Regions from separate parts of the Zea mays genome. Here region 1 is linked to region 2. Evidence: chromatin contacts called from public Hi-C data. All regions are on one chromosome and are shown on one strand. The core of a region is the stretch at or near the end of the contact, and the rest is flanking DNA. Distances in the headings are between cores, read along the strand shown. Region 1 has its middle 130 kb from the start of LOC118477088. Region 2 has its middle 8.6 kb from the start of LOC100383181.

What was found. A called contact is a pair of places that touch in the nucleus more often than the background predicts.
Region 1: a Hi-C map of leaf shows a contact between it and region 2, with 4 times the contacts expected there. The contact joins two enhancer-like sites. A contact is called at or near these places in 7 of 25 Hi-C or Micro-C datasets (bundle sheath, ear, leaf and 2 more).

What each region holds. Positions count from the first base shown.
Region 1 is chr4:219,403,731-219,407,135 of Zm-B73-REFERENCE-NAM-5.0, reverse strand. No RefSeq gene overlaps it. Among protein-coding and RNA genes, the nearest start is that of LOC118477088, 130 kb to the left of the region's middle. Within about 2 kb of position 1,480, at least 17 of the 20 cell types and tissues checked have an H3K27ac peak or open chromatin away from gene starts, as enhancers often do. A contact at or near this core is called in bundle sheath, ear, leaf and 2 more, where this site is marked.
Region 2 is chr4:219,153,542-219,156,503 of Zm-B73-REFERENCE-NAM-5.0, reverse strand. No RefSeq gene overlaps it. Among protein-coding and RNA genes, the nearest start is that of LOC100383181, 8.6 kb to the right of the region's middle. Within about 2 kb of position 1,368, at least 17 of the 20 cell types and tissues checked have an H3K27ac peak or open chromatin away from gene starts, as enhancers often do. A contact at or near this core is called in bundle sheath, ear, leaf and 2 more, where this site is marked.

The DNA of each region.
Region 1 (3,405 bases), core at 231-2,730, 250 kb before region 2:
AACACGATGGTTGCCAACACACAAAAGTGCACGATATCTACATAACAAACAATATGTTGAACATGTAATATTAATGTGCTAAACAAAATGAAAACTATATAATCACTAACAATTTACTAAACACTAACTATATGTTAAATAACTTAAAGAACATGCCCCGAGCTTAAGTCTGATTCCTCTGTTTAGCTTGTTTGGGTTGCTCTGATCTGTGATCGAATAGCGGGGCGTTTGAAAGTTTCGATCTCGGCAACTACTTGGGCAACAACCAGTTACCTATTTCAGAGAAGTGAGTTTCTGATTCTTATATTTTGGTTATTCGGTGCAACTACCGGTGGGATGTCCATGGTTGCTTACTAGCTCATGTTGGTTTTTCAGGTTCTCTCTCTATGTGATCATCCAGCTCTCCTGGACAAAAGTGAAACTCATGCTTTGTACAGGTACATGAAAGATAAGCACAAGTAAATCAATGCTAAATTGGTTAGTTGACTTTAATACTATGTACTAGGCCATACGCTTAGTAATAATCTAAAATGTCAACAACCAACTTCATGTATCAGTCATTTATAAGTGTTTTTAGAGCTATGCCAGTATGTAAGAGACAAGTATAAGAAGGAAACTGCTCAGCATAACTATTTATCTGCCTGCTTATGTTTTGGGGACAAAAGTACTTGTTTAATCTTTTAGAAACCTTTTCTGTCGTGATGCACACATGATGCTATGGTTAATCAGACTACTCAATTTAAGTTGATCTGAGGAGTCAAGATTTAATGAAACGGCGAGCGCGGTGGGGAATACCTTCTGAGTTCTGCGCGGCGGGGAACGGCGAGCGCGACAGGGAACGGCGAGCGCGGTCGCTGAGCTCGCTGCGCGGTGGCCGGAGCTCGGTGGCCGGGACAGGGCGCGCGCGCGGCCGGGACAGGGCGTGCGCGGGCGGCCGGAACAGGGCGCGCAGGCGCGCGCGGCGGCCGCGCCCGGTATGGTGGCGGTGGCTTGCGGACGACGAGCGCGGCGTTGGCTAGCGGCGACAATGGCGACCGGCGGCTAACGGGCAAACAGAGAAGAAACAGAGAAGAAATGGAGACCCCGAGCTTAAGTCCTAGCTCGGCGCCAAGATCTGTGGCGCCGAGCTAGGCGCCACGCGGACGGCCACGTCAGCGCTGCCAGCCTTGGCCACGTCATAGCTCGGCGCCACAGCCTGTGGCGCCGAGCTGTGTTAGCTCGGCGCCACAGGCTGTGGCGCCGAGCTAAGGGTCCAAAACTGAGTTTAAAATTTTTTTAGGTCTAAACGTGATTTTACTTCGATTTAAGGGCTAAAATACAAAAAATTCGGCCGAGCGCCCGTTGGGTGGCCCCTTGACCTTTTCCCCGGCCGACGCGGAAGGGCCCGCGACTGCGACTGGTGGGGGTGGGGGGAGGCCCCGCCCCACCGAATCACTCAGGATCCTCTGCGGCCGGCGCAGCTGCTGCGCACGGGCTCGCGAGCACACCTGCTCCCTCCCCCGTCGACACGTGGCTCCACCCAGCCGTGTGAACGGCGTAAATGGGCGGGGGCCCGGGCGGGTGCGCGGCTCCGTCAGGGTGGTTGGCACGTGGGGCAAACAAAAGCCCACCACCGCCAAAAGCGACCGGGCAGGTGCCGCCTGCTATGACCGGTGGGGCCCTAGTGCCAGTCAGCGCGGGGGCAGGTGCAAGGCGGGATCGGGGCGACGTGTCGCCGTTCCCACCGCATGCGTGCGGCCGTGGATGGAGGGCGTGCACGCCGGGTTTTTTGCCTGATTTTTTTTTTCTCTCTCGCCCCTCCTGCCTTTCCAGCCCGCTGCGGCCTTCGCTCGTTCACGTGCAATTGCGTTCCCATGTCTCAGCTTCTTCGGTACCGAAAAGAATCCCAGTTATATAAGTCAAATAACAGTTCAAATATTACATATATGATTAAGTTTTTTAGTAAATTATATTCATGGTTTTATTTTAAGTTAATTTATTTTAAACTTACATTTCATGATAAATCTGACGATACTTATTTAATATATATTTATATGTTTTTTATTTCTAATTAGTTAAATTTACGCTGCTACTGTTTTAGAATTACACTCCTGCTAGACAGAGATATAATCGCTAGTTTGCTACAGGCACACACCATTAATCTTCTTCATGTTATCGATAAACATTTGGTGGCTAAAATAATTTTCGGCAGCCTTTCCAAGACCGTTAAAAAACTTTAATTTCGACAGCCAGTTGCCAACCACCGAAAATAAAAGCTATAAATTAAGCATCTTTCTTTCCTTGGCGCTCTTTCTTTCTCGCGCTTGCGCCCGTCTCCTCCAAGCTTGCGTCCGCTAGCCACCGTCCTTCCACCTCGCTTCGCTGCCCCATATCCGTGCCCCGCCTCTCGGCGTCCCAGACGCCTTCTATTGCTCCTTAACCACCCATAGCCCAACCCCCGCATGCCCACTCATGCCCTTTCGTCTCCACGCGCCTAGTATTGATAATGTATTCCCGCCCATACCCATCTGTCTTTGCTCACTTGGGCACTCCATCCGTCAATGAAAAATATATGCGACTTGGTCCTGCAAAGAATTATATAATTTTTAATATTATGTTGGTACATTAACAAAAACTATGCATCATCCTTTTCAGATCGACACGTCTCACGTGCGTCATACACGTGAGATTTGTCGGTCCAGAGTTGTCCCTTATTTGGATAGCCTCCAAGTGACCGATATATTATGATACTAATGACAAGCTATATGATTCGAACAAAATTTGGATGGCGCCATCTACACTATTCTTCGCTGCACCATATTCGGGCGTGCAGGTGGACAACAACAGGGTTATGCTGTCAAAATGTTGCTCGAACCACATTGGCTCATCATAATTCCGCATTGTGTCGGTTACTTTTGGGTGGGTTTAGTACATATCCTTACCTATAGATAATGTAAAACACTCATCATATTATAACTTCATTTATTTTATAGCCTCAAATATGGATGGGGATCACTGGTATGTATGATGGTTGGAATAAAACTCAGACTGACTCAACTGAATGGATCACTAAGACTAACAATTTTATCAATCATGCCACATCTTTGTCGACTATCAATAAGATCTAATGTTTCATGCAACAACTGTCAAAATGCTAAGTTTACCTGATAAGGTCACAATGAGTAAACAACTATGTCAAAAATAGTTTCATGGTAGATTATGAAACATGGGTGTTTCGTAGCGAGAAATACACTACATTTATAACAGAAGAGGAAGATAGTAATAGCACAGACATCGATAGGATGGATGTGATGCTTGAAGATTCACAACAAGAATTTAATCTAAATATTGAGGATGAGCCAACATTAAAGGTTAAGGAGTTCCTTGGGCTCCTTAAAGCTTCCAAAGAGCTGTTACACGAACAAA
Region 2 (2,962 bases), core at 119-2,618:
TGTATGCTTATCTGGCCCAAAATATGTCAAGTATAATGACTGCGAGCAACTGGGGCATGTTTTGATTTTTGTACTTCGTCGGTTCGCTGTTTATCTCTTTTAGAAAAAAAGGTAAGAAATACTTGCGATGTGAAACGAAGAGAGTAGGAAGAATAACTACACTTTTTTTTTGCTAAAAATTGGACCACGGTGTATCACCAGCACCTTAAGTACCCTAGAAATGAGAGTGATTGAAGTGGATTAATATGTGTTTAGTTGAATGTATAAGAAGGAATGAAAGAAGGCGGCCATAATTTCTATAATGTTTAGATTAGAGTCACATAGTGACGAGGTAAATACCAGAGTAATTTTTTGTGACAACATGATCCTAAAAAATCGAGGGATGATATTACCCCACCTCGTCCTAGTTTAACCTTAAATCTACATTGTGAGAGTTTTTAATCTATTAAGGATTTATATACTCTTCAATCCTTTTAAACTACTTAAATGCTAGAGTACTCACTCAAACGGGACAGGGACGGCAGCACCCCTGGCATGGGGCAGTGCTCGCTGCTCGGTGGCTAGTGACGAGAGAAAAAAAGGCCCACAGGCTGTGGACGAGAGAACGAGATACCCACAGGGGTGGGGCGGGGCGGGGGAGCACACAAGGCCCATGCCTAACACAGTAGGAAGTGTAGGGTAGGGCTCGCTTCTCATCGGTTTGGTTCCCACTGCATTCACTGAGCCCCATCAGTGCATGGTCTGTACCTGTATTGTACCCAGTGAGCCAAACGGCCAGCCACACGGGACATTCCGATCGCTCCATTATTCTCTCGAGGCCATGCATGGCTCACCAATCATCACGGTCCACCACATTCATCAGTAGGTAGAGCCTAGAACAAACGGCAGCATCACCATTTGCGCAGCAGCACTCGATCGAGTCGAATGGGACAGGACAATGCAGTGCGATGCAGGGGTCGTAGTAGTAGCAGCAACAGTGCCCTACGCGCACGCGAGGGCGCAGGGCCGGCCATGCATGCGGCATGGCATGCCCCTGCCACGTACTCTGGTGTATGTATGCCGTGCAGACACAGTGACATGGGGCGTCGTGTCGTGTGGGCGGCAGCAAACCGACGGCAACTGCCATCGCTGTGCATAAATGCACATCTCAGAGGATATTTATAACTTTTATAGTAAACCTATTTAAACGTGTGCAGATATTAATATTGTTTTGTTTTCCTTCTAAAAATCTAGTCAAGTTTAAAAAATATTTAACTCTACAAAATACGACACACACACACACACGATACTTTCAGATCATCGAGGGAGTACGTACGTATGTACTATTTCATAGTGCAGGTGCAGCTACAGTACACACATCAACACCCAACGCTGCCCAGCAGTCTGAACGAGTATGCAATCGTTGGCATCAAAAAGTTGGAAACCCAGCCAGGGCCTGCCCCGGCCCGCCTCAGTATTTCTCTTCTTTTCTTTCCTTTCCGTTTTCTTTTTTTATTCAACAAATGCTCACCTCTCTCTACCTAGCACTAAGTCTTACCAAAAAAAAACACGACGCATCGTTTTCATCCTTTACAGTGGTACCGGTTGTTATTTGTAGTAGTAATGAACAAGGGTCGCCTTTGGCAAACAACCACGCGAAGATGAAAAAGCTACAGAACTTGTCAAGATTTTTCAGTAGTAATGCTTCATTCTGCGTGGTGAGATTGAGAACTCCCATTCCTTCATGCTTTTTTTGGTCAACAAGCAATCTGCCAGGCTTGCTTGTGGTGGTTTCCTTTACATGCAAATCAGCTCCCCTCCATAAAAAATATTTTCTAAATTTTTCAATTTATTTGAACACCGAGCTGGGGAGCTTGAGGGTGTACATATAAAAGGTGGGTAGTGATGAGAAAATTGCATTGACCATCTATAGCCTGCCAGCTGAAGATCGGTATATTGAGGTTGACGACAGACGTCGTTCAATCCGCTGGAGAAAACGCCTCAAGAGTCGGTTTATTTAGACTCGTGGGCAACCTAAGATATATGAAGAGAAAAGTCCCAGTTTGACCATTAAAGGTTTTTGATAGTGTCGGGTGTGATTATTAGGGGTGTCCAGATTAAACCCTCAAAACACGCTCGGAAAGTTCTCTCTGCCCAGACATGTCCCCCGAGAGCAAGGAACCAGATCCGCGCCTCGCCTAAGGTCCTCATCAGGGGTCTTCCCCAAAGAGGCACCGTCTCGACCGAGCCCCCTCCCGGAGGGTCCTTCAAAGTCTCCAACTCGCCCAAGTTCGATCCCGAGTAAGCAACATGTTCGGGCAGATCTCCGCCTCACCCGAGCCTCTCACGCCTCAGGTCCCCCATCTCCGCCTAGCCCTAGGATACCTCACCCTAGGACCGCAAAATCCGCCTCGCCTGAACTCGTCTTAGGCGACAAAGACAAGGCGTGTCCGAGGGCCAACAGGGGACACCCGCATTCAATGCACATACCTACCCTACACGACGCTACAGGTGCACAGCGACAACAAGACTGCGGTCATGTCCAAGGCCAACAACATGATTACGCATGCGCCACTGTGCGCGCACGCCGCCTGCCATCCCATGACGTGGCATCCAATACGACAGAAGGGCAGACCGATCCTCGGGCGCAAGATCCACCTCGCCCGACACTGAGCTTGACCTCAAATACCATTTCCGCCTCGCCCGACCTTGGCCTCTGCTACCTGCTCCACCACAAATCCCATAGAAGGCCACTCTGTCGACTATGGCGCACGTCAGAAAGGATTCGGTCGTCACCTCGGGAAGACTTCCGCCCCGCCCAAGCTTGGCTCTAGACTCGATATCCTCGACAAAGGACACCCTAATGTCATCAAATACAGGAGCGCTGACGCACCTCGTAAGCGGCTTTTTCCATACCTATACCCTGTTACAACCACTATGGTATGGGCGACCCCTCTCCTAGGGGACTCAAGTGTGTCGCCGA